Regions from separate parts of the Sus scrofa genome. Here region 1 is linked to region 2. A link is a contact called in public Hi-C data. All regions are on one chromosome and are shown on one strand. Each heading gives the region's core, a stretch centred on a gene start, on an enhancer-like site or on the middle of the called end of the contact. The rest is flanking DNA. Distances are from core to core; before and after follow the strand shown.

Region 1 (6,579 bases), core at 2,073-4,572, 180 kb after region 2:
AACCCTGACCATTTCACACTGAGCTCAGAAGTGAACATGACCTTCACCCCTCACCCAAAGATAATTTGTCTAGCCCCATATATATGTATGTGTATATATATATATATATATATATATATTTTTTTTTTTTTTTTTTTTTTTTTTTTTGCTTTTTAGGGCCGTGCACCTGGCATATGGAGTTTCCCAGGCTAGGGGTAGAATTGGAGCTGTGTTGTCAGCCTATGCCACAGGCGTAGCAACGTGGGATCTGAACAGAGTCTGTGACCTACACTACAGCTCACGGCAGTGCTGGATCCTTAACCTACTAAGCGCGGCCAAGAGTGGAACCCGCACCTTCATGGTTACTAGTCGGTTTCATTTCCACTGTGCCACAAAGAGAACTCCCCAGGTTGGATATATTTATTTAAATTAATATGATACACTTCATTTTTTCACTCATCTATACTTTATATTTTTTCTTGTCAATAAATCTAGGTGTGCCTCATTTTTTAATGGCTTCATGGTATTCCATTATATTGATATACTACAATTAGAGACAGTGTATCACTGGATCCAGGATGTCCTTGGGAAATTACTATGCTAGTATGTATGTACTTGGAAAAGTGCATTTGGAGGGAGACAGCCTCAGGGTTTGGAAGGGACTGTATGGTATAGTGAGGCCCAGGAGCTTTGAACTTCCTCCTAGATTTCAGTTCTGAAGCCATCACTAACTTCTTGTTAGTGAATTTTCTTGTTGATAATACCGATATACTAATACTGTCCCTCCTCAGGGAGCTGTTGCAAAGATTAACGGCCATAATGTGCACAAAGTACTTAGCACAGTGCTGAGCATGCAGTAATACATTGTCACTAAAAACAGATCTTAGCAGTAATGGACTCCAGCACTCCTCTAAACAGGCTCATTATCAAAAGCACTGGGAAGCTTGAAAACACCATATGGAGAGTTCTCACTTGGTCAAATAAAAAGGGTGGAGATAAGATGAAGACACCTTTCTGCCCTAGGACCTAAGCACATTCATTAAAAACATATTTATTGGGGCGTTTCCATTGTGCAGCGGAAACAAATCTGACTAGGAACCATGCAGTTGCAGGTTCAATCCCAGGCCTTGCTCAGTGGATTAAGGATCCGGCATTGCCATGAGCTATGGTCATAGATGTGGCTTGGATCTGGCGTTGCTGTGGCTGTGGTGTAGGCCTGCAGCTGTAGCTCCGATTAGACCTCTATGCTATGGGTGAGGCCCTAAAAAGCAAAAAACAAACAAACAAACATACAAGCAAAACCACCTCCCCACCCCCCCAAAAAACCAACATATTTATTGGGAATTCTCTTGTGGCAGGACAGGTTAAGGATCCGGCATTGTCACTGCAGCAGCTGCAGGGATTGCTGCTGTGGCGCAGGTTCGATCCCTGACCCAGGGAATTTCCATGTGCTTGCAGCCAAAAAAAAAAAAAAAAAAATTATTGATACAGGTACAATTTTTCAAATAAGTGTTGAATGATGAATAAAATAAGCTGACATCCGGGAGTTCCTGTTGGGGCTCAGTGGTAACGAACCTGACTAGTAACCATGAGGATGAGGGTTTGTTCCCTGGCCTTGCTAAGTGGGTTAAGGATCCAGCATTGCCGTGAGCTATGGTGTAGGTTACAGACATGGCTCAGATCCCGTGTTGCTGTGGCTGTGGCACAGGCCAGCAGCTACAGCTCCAATTCCACCCCTAGCCTGGGAATTTCCACATGCAGCCCCCTGGCCCTAAAAAAAAAAAAAAAATTAAAAAATTAAAAAATTAGGAGTTCCTGTTGTGGCTCAGTGGTTAATGAATCAGACTAGGATCCATGAGGTTGTGGGTTCGATCCCTGGCCTTGCTCAGTGGGTTAAGGATCTGGCGCTGCCATGAGCTGTGGTGTAGGTGGCAGACACCGCTCAGATGCCGTGTTGGTGTGGTTGTGGTGTAGGCCAGTGGCTACAGTGCCCATTAGACCCCTAGCCTGGGAACCTCTGTATGCCCTGGGTGCGGCCCTGGAAAAAGACAAAAAGACAAAAAAATTTTTTTAAATTAAAAAATTAAAAAATAAGCTGACATCCACAGTGATTTCCTCCTACATTCCAGGAATTGTGTTGTCCTAACACATATCTCGCAGTAATCCTCATAACAGTTCTAGAATGTGAATACTATTATCTCCATTTTACAGATAAAGAAACAGAGTCAGCAAGGTGAAATCGCTTCCTGAGATGACACAACCAGCAAGTGGCAGAACAAGAATATGGATCCAGGTTATCTGATTGCAAACCCTGCATTCTTTTCTTCAACAAATATTTAGCATATGCCTATTATGCCAGGTATAAGGCAAAAATAGAGACACGAAACAATGTAACAAATTATATAGTGTGCTGTGTAAGTGCTATAGGAACAGAGGAAAGAGGGAGTGGAAGTGGGTTTTCTTTTTTTTGTCTTTTCTAGGGCGTGCAGCATATGGAGGTTCCCTGGCTAGGGGTCGAATCGGAGCTGCAGCCAGCAGCCTACGCCAGAGCCACAGCAACGCGGGATGCGAACCGCGTCTGCGACCTACACCACAGCTCTAGGCAACGCGGGATCTTTAACTCACTGACGGAGTGCAGGGATCAAACCCGCACTCGAATGCGGGTTTCTAGTCGAATTCGTTAACCATGAGCCACGACGGGAACTCCATATTATTATTTTCCTTTTAGGGGTGGAATGGGGAGCTGCAGCTGCGGATTCGAGCCGCATCTGTGACCTACGCTGCAGCTTGCTGCAAAGCCGGATCCTTAACCCACTGAGCGAGGCCAGGGATGGAACCGGCATCCTCACGGAGATTACGTCTGGTCTTTAACCCGTAGAACCATAATGGAAACTCTGAGACTTAGGTTTTAAAGCATCCCTTTGTTTCCAAAGAGCGAAGAACTGTAGAAGAAACAAGAAACCATTCTGCTTCTCAACCATGTACAATTATTTCTCAGCTCCACGTCATACTCTTCAGCTTGCGACTTGGCCAGGTGACAGAAGGAAACGTGGACTCAGGTCACAAACTCTAGCTTCTCTACACGAGAACAGCTCCAGCCCAGCAGAGGGAAGCACCTCTGAGAAACCTCCTTCCACACACAGCAGTGCTTTCTTTAGCTACCGTGTTTAAAGGCAGCGTCCCGTTGGCTGGAGTGGCAGCGATACCATCCAATGGCTGCATAGATCAACCCAGCTTCTCCAGACAGACGTTGAAGCCAGCCAATAGGCGGGGGCGCTGTCTGCGGCTTTGGATTGGCTGTTTTGTTCACATATAAAAGACTCGCGCCGGCGTACAGCCCTCCTCTCGCCAGGCGTCCTCGTGTGAGGTCTGTTCGTCCGCTGTGGTAGCGTAGGGGACTGGCGGCGGGAGAAATGAGGCTTTCGGGTATATTTTCGGGGGCCGCGGGGTCCAGGCCTCTCTGGCCTGGGGCTCCGCTGGCGGCAAGTCCAGGGCCCGTTCGGGCCGCCGGGCGCGGGAGAGTGGTCTCCTCCCCTAGGCCTCGGGTTTGGAGCCCGCCGCTCCGTGGGGACGCGTGTTGGAGTATGCTGAATTTTCTCTCTTTTTTCTCAGTGACATCGTCTTTAAACCCTGCGTGGCAATCCCTGACGCACCGCCGTGATGCCCAGGGAAGACAGGGCGACCTGGAAGTCCAACTACTTCCTTAAGATAATCGTAAGTGCGGGGTAGGTCTCGGCCGCCCACTGTGGTGCCTTGCCCGGGGCAGTAATAGGGACAACCAGCGGCCAGGTGCTGAGTGCCTGCAGGTGGCCAACCATCAAATTAGGTCGTTTTAGGCAAGTCTTCTTTAATCTTAATAATTTCCTGAGGTCAGCGTTCCTCTGCTTCCTTGTGTTGCAGATAAACAGGCTCAGGCAGGTTAAATGGCTCTTAAGAGTACTTCTAAAGATCTCTGGTCATACTTTTACTTTTTTGTATCCATCTTTGGGGAAGTCTGAGGCACTGAATGATTCATTATAAAGAGGCAAGTTGCTGCAGATTTAGATCCTGTCAAGAAACTAATTCAGTGAATGTTTTCTTTTGGGTGGCCTTGAGGTGGGTCTTCGCTGCCCAGAATTGTTGATCATCAGGTCATGCTGCTCTTTAGGCGTTAGGCAGCTTTGTGGACCTTAGTCCATTATGTTTTCCATTTTTCATGATTTTGAGACAAAAAACTTAAAGGAATTTTTCAATGATCCATACTTGAAACCTAAATTCTACAAGTAATGTTTTGCTGTGTTTGCCTTACTTTGTATTTTCAAAACTGGGTTTTGTTAATGCAGCCATTTTAGTGGATCAGAAACATGCCTTAATTGAGAAAAATTAAGAATGGAAGCTACAATTAAACCTTTGGGTTGAATGTAGAAACATGATCTTACCATTCATACCCCACAAGCAAATCTTAGGCAAATCTGGCTCTCACAGCTCAGGTGCCTGCTAGTAGGAGGAATTGTCTTAACCTCAGACATTTGAAAAGCATAAAAAGGAGTGAGTGAAACGGAAACTTGAGATTGTGGGATTTGGTTTTTCTTGATCCTTTCTTTTTCCTTCTGTTAACATTGCTCGTGTCTGGCTTGTTTGGGCAGCAACTTCTGGATGATTATCCGAAATGCTTCATTGTGGGAGCAGACAATGTGGGCTCCAAGCAGATGCAGCAGATCCGCATGTCTCTCCGCGGGAAAGCCGTGGTGCTGATGGGCAAGAACACCATGATGCGCAAGGCCATCCGAGGGCACCTGGAAAACAACCCAGCCCTGGAGAAGTCAGTCATTCCTCCTGGGCATCTTTGTCCATCCTTCTCCCTTTTCCTGGAGAAGAATGGTGCTCAAAGTTAACCGTCTCTTGTAAACTTCTCTTTGCAGACTGTTGCCTCACATCCGGGGGAACGTGGGCTTTGTGTTCACCAAGGAGGACCTCACTGAGATCAGGGACATGCTGCTGGCCAATAAGGTGAGGGGAGAATCAGCTTGGCTGAAGAGGCCTTATCATTAATTTTGGCTCCTTAAAAGCAAGAAAAAAAGAAGACAATCTTTTTCAGGTTGTAGCTGTGGAAAGAAGTTTTCTCATTGTTTGTCCTTTTTGTTCAGGTGCCAGCTGCCGCCCGTGCTGGTGCCATAGCCCCATGCGAAGTCACTGTACCTGCCCAGAACACTGGTCTGGGGCCTGAGAAGACCTCCTTCTTCCAGGCTTTAGGCATCACCACTAAAATCTCCAGGGGCACCATTGAAATCCTGGTGAGTGGGCCTGGCTTGGCCTGTGCCAGCCAGGCAGGTGGCGGGGGCTTGGTTGCTGTGGACCTGCTGGATGTCTGGGTTAACTGTCACCTACCTTGTTTTTCAGAGTGATGTGCAGCTGATTAAGACTGGAGACAAAGTGGGAGCCAGTGAAGCCACGTTGCTGAACATGTTGAACATCTCCCCCTTCTCCTTTGGGCTGATCATCCAGCAGGTGTTTGACAATGGCAGCATCTACAACCCTGAAGTGCTTGACATCACCGAGGAAACTCTGCATTCTCGCTTCCTGGAGGTACAGGCTGTCCATCCCAGGCCTTTCATTTTTTTTTTTTTTTTTTTTTCTTTTTAGGGCTGCACTCGCACCATACGGAGGTTTCCAGGCTAGGGGTCTAAACGGAGCTACAGCTGCCGGCCTATGCCACAGCCACAGCAACACCAGATCCGAGCCATGTCTGCAACCTACATCACAGCTCACAGCAACGCCAGATCCTTAACCCACTGAGCGCGGCCACGAATTAAACCCACAACCTCGTGGTTCCTAGTCAGATTCCTTTCTGCTAAGCCATGATAAGAACTCCTCCAGGACTTTCTTATATTAATAGTTGAGAGCATATCTAGCTTCAGAGGGAATCCTGGCCATGCGGCTGACTTGCAGTATAATAATCAAAGACAGTTTAATCTCTTATCTCAGTTTCCTCATCTGTAAAATGGCAAGAACAGTATAAAATTGATGAAGGATTTAACAAATTAATGAGTATACAGTGCTGGGCACACAGTAAGGGCTGTTATGCTAGGGCCTGTAATAAGACATGAGATTTCGAATAGAGTCAATCAGTGAAAGGAAGAATGAGAAAAATGAGGTAGTTAATGGATGAATGTTGTCAAGTACCCCGTCTTGGGAGGATAGGGACTCTTCCAGGGATAGTCTTGCTTATTTTTGCTGCTAATACACCTTTTTTTTTTTTTAAACTTTTTAGGGCTGCACCCACAGCATATGGAGGTTCCCAGGCTAGGGGTCTAATCAGAGCTACAACTGCCAGCCTACACCACAGCTCACGGCAGCGTCAGATCCTTAACCCCTGAGCGAGGCCAGGGATCAAACCCGCAACCTCATGGCTCCTAGTCTGATTTGTTTCTGCTGCGTTATGATGGGAACTCTCATATCTTCTAGTTTTAAGGTGATAGGAGATATAATTCATTTTTTTCTTAGGCAAATGAAACATTGCCATTATAAACACTCTATAAACACCAACTGGTTTTTGGAAATCTCTCTAGTAGATGAAATTCATGTTTGCAATTTAATGTGTTTTCTCTCTTTGGAACGCAA
Region 2 (6,186 bases), core at 202-2,701:
GAGACTGGAGGTGGTGGGGGATACCATTGGCACCTAGTGGATGGAGATCAAGGATGCTGTTAAACATCCTGTAACTCACAGCAGAGCCCCTTGCCCCCAAAAGAATTATCTGGTACCAAATGTCAATAACACTGAGGTTAAGAAACCTTGCTGTATGGCTTCTAAGTCTATTGTACAAGAGTGGGAGTGGTGCTCAAAGACAGTGCTCTTGTTAAAAATACAGCAAGTAATGTAAAATACATTATTACACCTACATTGACAGCCAAAAGATGAAACAGTTGGGATGATAACTAGCGTAAAGGAGAGGAACAGAAGCTCAGTCTCTTCCTTATACAGCTAGTAAATGTCAGATGCCCAGGTCTTAGAGAAATGAACCCGGGGAGTTCCCGTTGTGGCGCAGTGGTTAACGAATCCGACTAGGAACCATGAGGTTGCGGGTTCGATCCCTGCCCTTGCTCAGTGGGTCAAGGTTCAGGCGTTGCCGTGAGCTGTGGTGTAGGTCGCAGACGCGGCTCGGATCCTGCGTTGCTGTGGCTCTGGCGTAGGCTGGCGGCTACACCTCCGATTAGACCCCTAGCCCGGGAACCTCCATATGCCGCAGGAGCGGTTCAAGAGATGGCAAAAAGACAAACAAAACAAAACAAAACAAAAAAAAGAAATGAACCCCCTTCTGACGTTGCCAGTCTAAGGGAGTTTCCCAAACCTCCAAGTTTTGCACAACGGACAGTTGTTTCAGAACAGTATCAGAAGGCAAAGGGTGGGATGACTCGGAAAAAGGAAAACCGAAGGGCATCTACCGTATGACCTTGAAGAAAACTGAGCCGTGAACCCCCGCCCCCCCAGTCTCAAGTTATCCTTCTGTAAAACTGGAGAAAATTCTGTTTGAAAAAAATAATAATAAACGACAATGTGTTTGAGAGGATTAAATGAGAAACTCTACACGCCCAACACCCACGCTTTTAGAGAATGAAGAACTAGGCCTAAGGGCTTTGGAATAAGAGGTGAAGAGACTGCAAGGGGTACCTTGGACCTGATGCGAAGATGGGGGTAGGGGACGAACTCGGGTCTCTCCTCCTCTGCGTGGTGCGACTTCAGGAAGACGTTCAGCATGCTCACTCCCACCCCGGGGAGTGCCACGAAATAGGTGAGGGTCTTCCACATGCGAGCTGCAAAGGGGGCACGACCACTCAGGCCTGGAGGGGACCCGCCCTGAGTCTCACCTCCCTCCCTCAAGGCCTCAAGCCAAGGTCATAGACCCGCCGCTCTTCGCTCGAGTGGGGCTGAGGCCCGCTCCGCGACCCCAGTACCAGTACCTGAGCCCTCCTCGCCATGGGCACTACTCGACATAGGCCGCCTCAGCTGCAGCTGGGAACGACGTAGCAGCCCAGACACCCTGGACCCAGCAGCTGCCGCCATTTTCGACCTAGATCACTTCGGCGCCGGAAGCGGAAGCAGAAAGAAGGGCTGGGGGGCGGGACCACAACCTCAAAAGGAAGTTCCTATTGGGCGGTGCCTAGTCCCAAAGAGCCTGCGCACTGTCCTCCGAGCCCAGAGTCCTTGTCCGAAAGCAGCCAGCCGCGGGGTTCGAGGGAGCATGTAGTCTGTACTCCTGAGAGTATCTGGTTTCTCCCCACCATCAGCACACGGGTGAGGTCAAGAGCAAAAGAAAGCTTTGCTGGGCACACTCTGGCATCCTAGATCGCTCCCTTCAATGAAATCCGTGCACAGTAACTGGAGATTCCTAGCACAAATCACCCTATCTAAAATGCCATTTCCAGAATTCCCTCTGTGGAACAATGGGATCAGCGGCGTCTTGGGAGCGCTGGGAGACAGGTTCGATCCCTGGCAGAGCATTGTGGGTTAAGGATCCGGCGTTGCCACAGCTGCGGCTTAGGTCACAGCTGCCGCTCGGATCTGATCTCTGGCCTGGGAACTCCAAATGCCACGGAGCAGCCAAAAAAAACCAATTCCATTTCCCCTCCTCCCCATCCTCTCTGACTCTGCCCTGTTTTTTTCGGGGCACTTGGACAAAATAATTGTCATATCTTTATTTTGTCGGCATCACAGATTTTATATTCTATTAGGGAGGACAAAGATTTTGCCGTTGCAGCATTCGCAGACTCAGGAATCCTGTCTAGCCAGTAGCATGTGCTCAACACAAGTTTGTTGAATGAATGAATGAGTGTGTGAATGAACAAATAGCAACGGGAAGAAAAAATTGTCATCTGTTATAGCTGATCTCTACAATTCTTTCCCACTCTTTTTTCTTCCTTCTACTCATTTAAAAGCAGTTTTACAAATAAAGATTTTAAATAGATACATAAGATAAAGTGAAGATCATCTTTTTCTTTGTTTGTTTGCTTGCTTTTTAGGGCCGAAACCGCAGTATATGGAGGTTCCCAGGCTAGGGGTCAAATCAGAGCTACAACTGCCAGCCTACACCACAGCCACAGCAATGCAGGATCTGAGTCTCGGCTGCGACCTGCACCGCAGCTCACATTGACGCCCGATCCTTAACCAACTGAGTGAGGCCAGGGGTGGAACCCTCCATCTCATGGTTACTAGTTGGATTTGTTTCTGCTGTGCCACAACGGGAACTCTGAAGGTAAACTTTTTGACCACAGGCTCTTTTAAGATTATGATGAAAGCTATGAATCCTTTTCCTTCTAAGAACACAGAGTTTAAGCACACAGTGTTGGGAGAAGAAGGCACTAGAAAGTACATCCACGGCCCCTCTAAGAGTCCTGTGCCCCAGATTAAGAATCCCTATATAGAGTATTAGACAGGGACTCTGGCACTGGAAGACTGGGTTCACGTTTTGTTTCTTTCCCTTACAGCCTGTATGACCTTGAGCAAGTTAGATAAAATGAATGCTTTGAGGTTCTCCGGTTTCACAAAAACAAAAATTGGGATCATATTACTAAAGCTTCACAATCTGGTCTTTCATTCTCTGAGTAGCCTGGGTTTTTGCATGTTATGGTGTAATTAGAATAGTCAAATCCCTAGGCATCCTCGAACACAGCCAAAGAGGCTGTGAGGCCCCACAATGTAGCTATGGAAATGGTCCAAGCTCGAGGATCAGGAAATCCTGAGTCCAAATCTGGTCTGCCCCCAGTTGTTCCTCCTCTCTTAATGGGAATATAGTATGCACTTATTCATCCCTTTATCCAACAAATAATAATTTATTAAGAATATCTCCACCTGGAGAAGTTACTCAACCGCTATCCATAATAATAATGATGGTTCATTTAATAAATATTAATGATGGTGGCTACTGTGTGCCAGGTGTATACAGTAGTATCCAAGAACTAGAAGCTCTCTCATGAAATGTATAATTCAGTGGTAGAGACAGGATTAAGTGAAAAATATCCAATGCCTGTAATATGTTAAAAACTCAACAAATGTTTTCTTTCCCAAAGGACTTTCATACATCTTACAGGGTGGTATTGCTCATTAAAGATTCTGTCTGTCACAGTACATACTTAGGCATGATGCCTATGATGTTATTGCCAGGTATGCACAACATTTGCAAAGCCTTGGGTGACTGCATTTAGACAGCCCAGGAAACCAAAATCATCAATAGAAAGAATAGCTAATATTTACTGAGCACTTATTTCATGCCCGTATCTATGCTAAGCACTTTACATAAACTGTTTTCCTCACCTCAGTAAACGGCCACTCCATTCAAGTTAAACACTTTGGAATCATCTTTTTTTTTTTTTGTCTTTTTTTTTTGCTATTTCTTTGGGCCGCACCCATGGCATATGGAGGTTCCCAGGCTAGGGGTCCAATCGGAGCTGTAGCCACTGGCCTACGCCAGAGCCACAGCAACGTGGGATCCGAGCCACGTCTGCAACCTACACCACAGCTCATGGCAACGCCGGATCGTTAACCCGCTGAGCAAGGGCAGGGACCGAACCCGCAACCTCATGGTTCCTAGTCGGATTCGTTAACCACTTCGCCACGACGGGAACTCCTGGAATCATCTTTGATCTCTTTCTCTTTCTCTCTCTCTCTCTCTCTCTCTCTCTCTCTCTCACACACACACACACACACACACACACACACACACACACACATTTTATATCCAATCCATTAACAAATCTTGCTAGCTCTTCCTTCAGGCATATCCAGAATCTGACCACTTCTTACTACCTACTGCTACCAATTTAATCAAAAGCATTCTCATTTCTCACCTGAACTATTGCAACAGCCTCCTAGCTGGTCTCCCTGCTACCTGGCCCTTTTACAGTCTTCTTACATGACAGCCATGGAAGCCAGAAGGATACCTTAAAACCTGTCGGATCATCTTCCTCCTCTGCTCAAAATCCTCCAGTGGCTCCCATCTCACTCAGAATAAATGTCAAAGTCCTGGGAGTTCCCGTCATGGCTCAGTGGTTAACGAATCCGACTAGGAACCATGAGGTTGCAGGTTTGATCCCTGGCTTTGCTCAGTGGGTTAAGGATCCGGCGTTGCCGTGAGCTGTGGTATAGGTTGCAGACATGGCTCGAATCTGGCATTGCTGTGGCTGTGGTGCAGGCTGGGAGCTGTAGCTCCGATTTGACCCGTAGCCTGGGAACCTCCATATGCCGCAGGTGTGGCCCTAGAAAAGACCAAAAAAAACAAAGTCCTTACAGTGGGCTGCCAGGTCCTTCATACCTTGCCCCCAGCCGCCTCGCTGATGTCATCTAGTCTATCTGCCCCCTTGCCCAATTCATTCCAGCTACATCGGCCCTCTTGCTTTTCCTTGAACGTGCCAGGCATGCTGCTGCCTCAGGACTTCTGCACATACTCATTTCTCTGCCTGGAAGAGTTTCCTCCTCGGCTGCATGAATTGCTTTCTTACTTCACTCGGGTCTGCTCAGAAGTGAGCTCTTATCAGAAAGGCATTTCTAGACCACCCTGAAGTGAGGTGGCTTCTCCCCACCCTGATACTCTTATCTGCCTTAATGTGCCTTATCTATTTTTGTGGCACTTATCACCATCTGCTGTATTAAATATTTATTGGCTTATTGTCTGCCTTTCTTCACTACACACCATGGGGGCAGGGACAGTGTTTTGTTCACTAGTGTGACCACTTGGCATATGATAGGACCTCACCGAACATGTGTTAACCCCAACCATGGTCCTGTGAATAGATACCATTCTCCCCATTTTTCAGATAAGGAAACAGGCTCTAAGTTATGCAGGCAATTGCCCAAGGTCACAAAGCATTAAGCATGTAGTGGACCCAGGCAAGGTGGGACTCAAGCCAGTTCTTTTAACCTCAAAGCCATACATACCTTGCTTTAGGTAAAATGACACCAAATTCCAAGAGTTCGTCATGTCAAGTTCATGCTAATGTGATGCTCTGAATAGGGATTAGCAAGAAAAGGAAGAGCTATGTAATTTCTGACTTCAGTAGGTTTGGAAAGAAATATTTCAAGTAACGAGGTCCTTGAGAATGGACAGAACCATCAAATGTGTTTTTAAGATGCAGAGCTGACAGTTCCCAGCTTGTGCTGCCTCTCACAGTGACCCCCAGGGCATCTGGCCTCTCTGTGCAGGGAGTCTCCCCAAGGCCATGACCAGCCAGGCCTGGATTTGACGTCATTTTCTCTGGCAGCTGGTGATGTTTACACTCATGCTGAAGCCACTAAGGTCTCTGGTGTTCTGTTTCCTTGAAACAGGGAGCTGGCCAGGCTGGTCAATCCTGGGGGCAGCTGCTGATGGGGGGATTGGAATGAAAGTAGGGGAAGCAACCTAGTTAAGAACAGGGTTTCCTTAGAGGAAAGTTAATCTGGGGCATTCTGCCTGCTAGTTCTTTTTTTTTTTTTTTTTTTTTTTTTTTAATTTTTGAGGGCTACACCCACAGCAACGTGGGATCTGGGCTGCGTCTTTGACCTGCAGCTCATAGCAATGCCAGATCCTTAACCTACTGAGCAAGGCTAGGGATTGAACCTGCATGCTCATGGATGCTAGTCAGGTTATTAACCCACTGAGCCACAATGGGAACTCCTGCCTACTACTTCTACAATGACTTCTCCCAGCTAAGAGCTCTTCAGTTCCTGGACCAATAAATACGTGTCTGCCAAAAGCCTAATCCTAAATCTCAATGAAGTGCTCAATTATTGTTAACTATTATTCTTGCCATGATCAGAGGAGGGGTACAGGTTCTATGAAAGCAGAGCAGAAGTGCATTTGGC

What was found. Hi-C and Micro-C count contacts between places; a contact is called where the count stands out from the background.
Region 1: a Hi-C map of liver shows a contact between it and region 2, with 5 times the contacts expected there. The contact joins the promoter of RPLP0 here to the promoter of COX6A1 in region 2. A contact is called at or near these places in 13 of 47 Hi-C or Micro-C datasets (alveolar macrophages, blood, embryonic fibroblasts and 7 more).

Annotation. Positions count from the first base shown.
Region 1 is chr14:40,220,686-40,227,264 of Sscrofa11.1, reverse strand. It overlaps RPLP0 (ribosomal phosphoprotein large PO subunit), which reads left to right and starts at 3,322. Exons shown (of 8, transcript NM_001098598.1): 1 at 3,322-3,346; 2 at 3,592-3,693; 3 at 4,605-4,780; 4 at 4,881-4,968; 5 at 5,106-5,252; 6 at 5,359-5,544. The coding sequence starts at 3,640.
Region 2 is chr14:40,403,865-40,410,050 of Sscrofa11.1, reverse strand. COX6A1 (cytochrome c oxidase subunit VIa polypeptide 1) reads right to left here and starts at 1,451. Exons shown (of 3, transcript NM_001190221.1): 1 at 1,314-1,451; 2 at 1,024-1,166. The coding sequence starts at 1,416.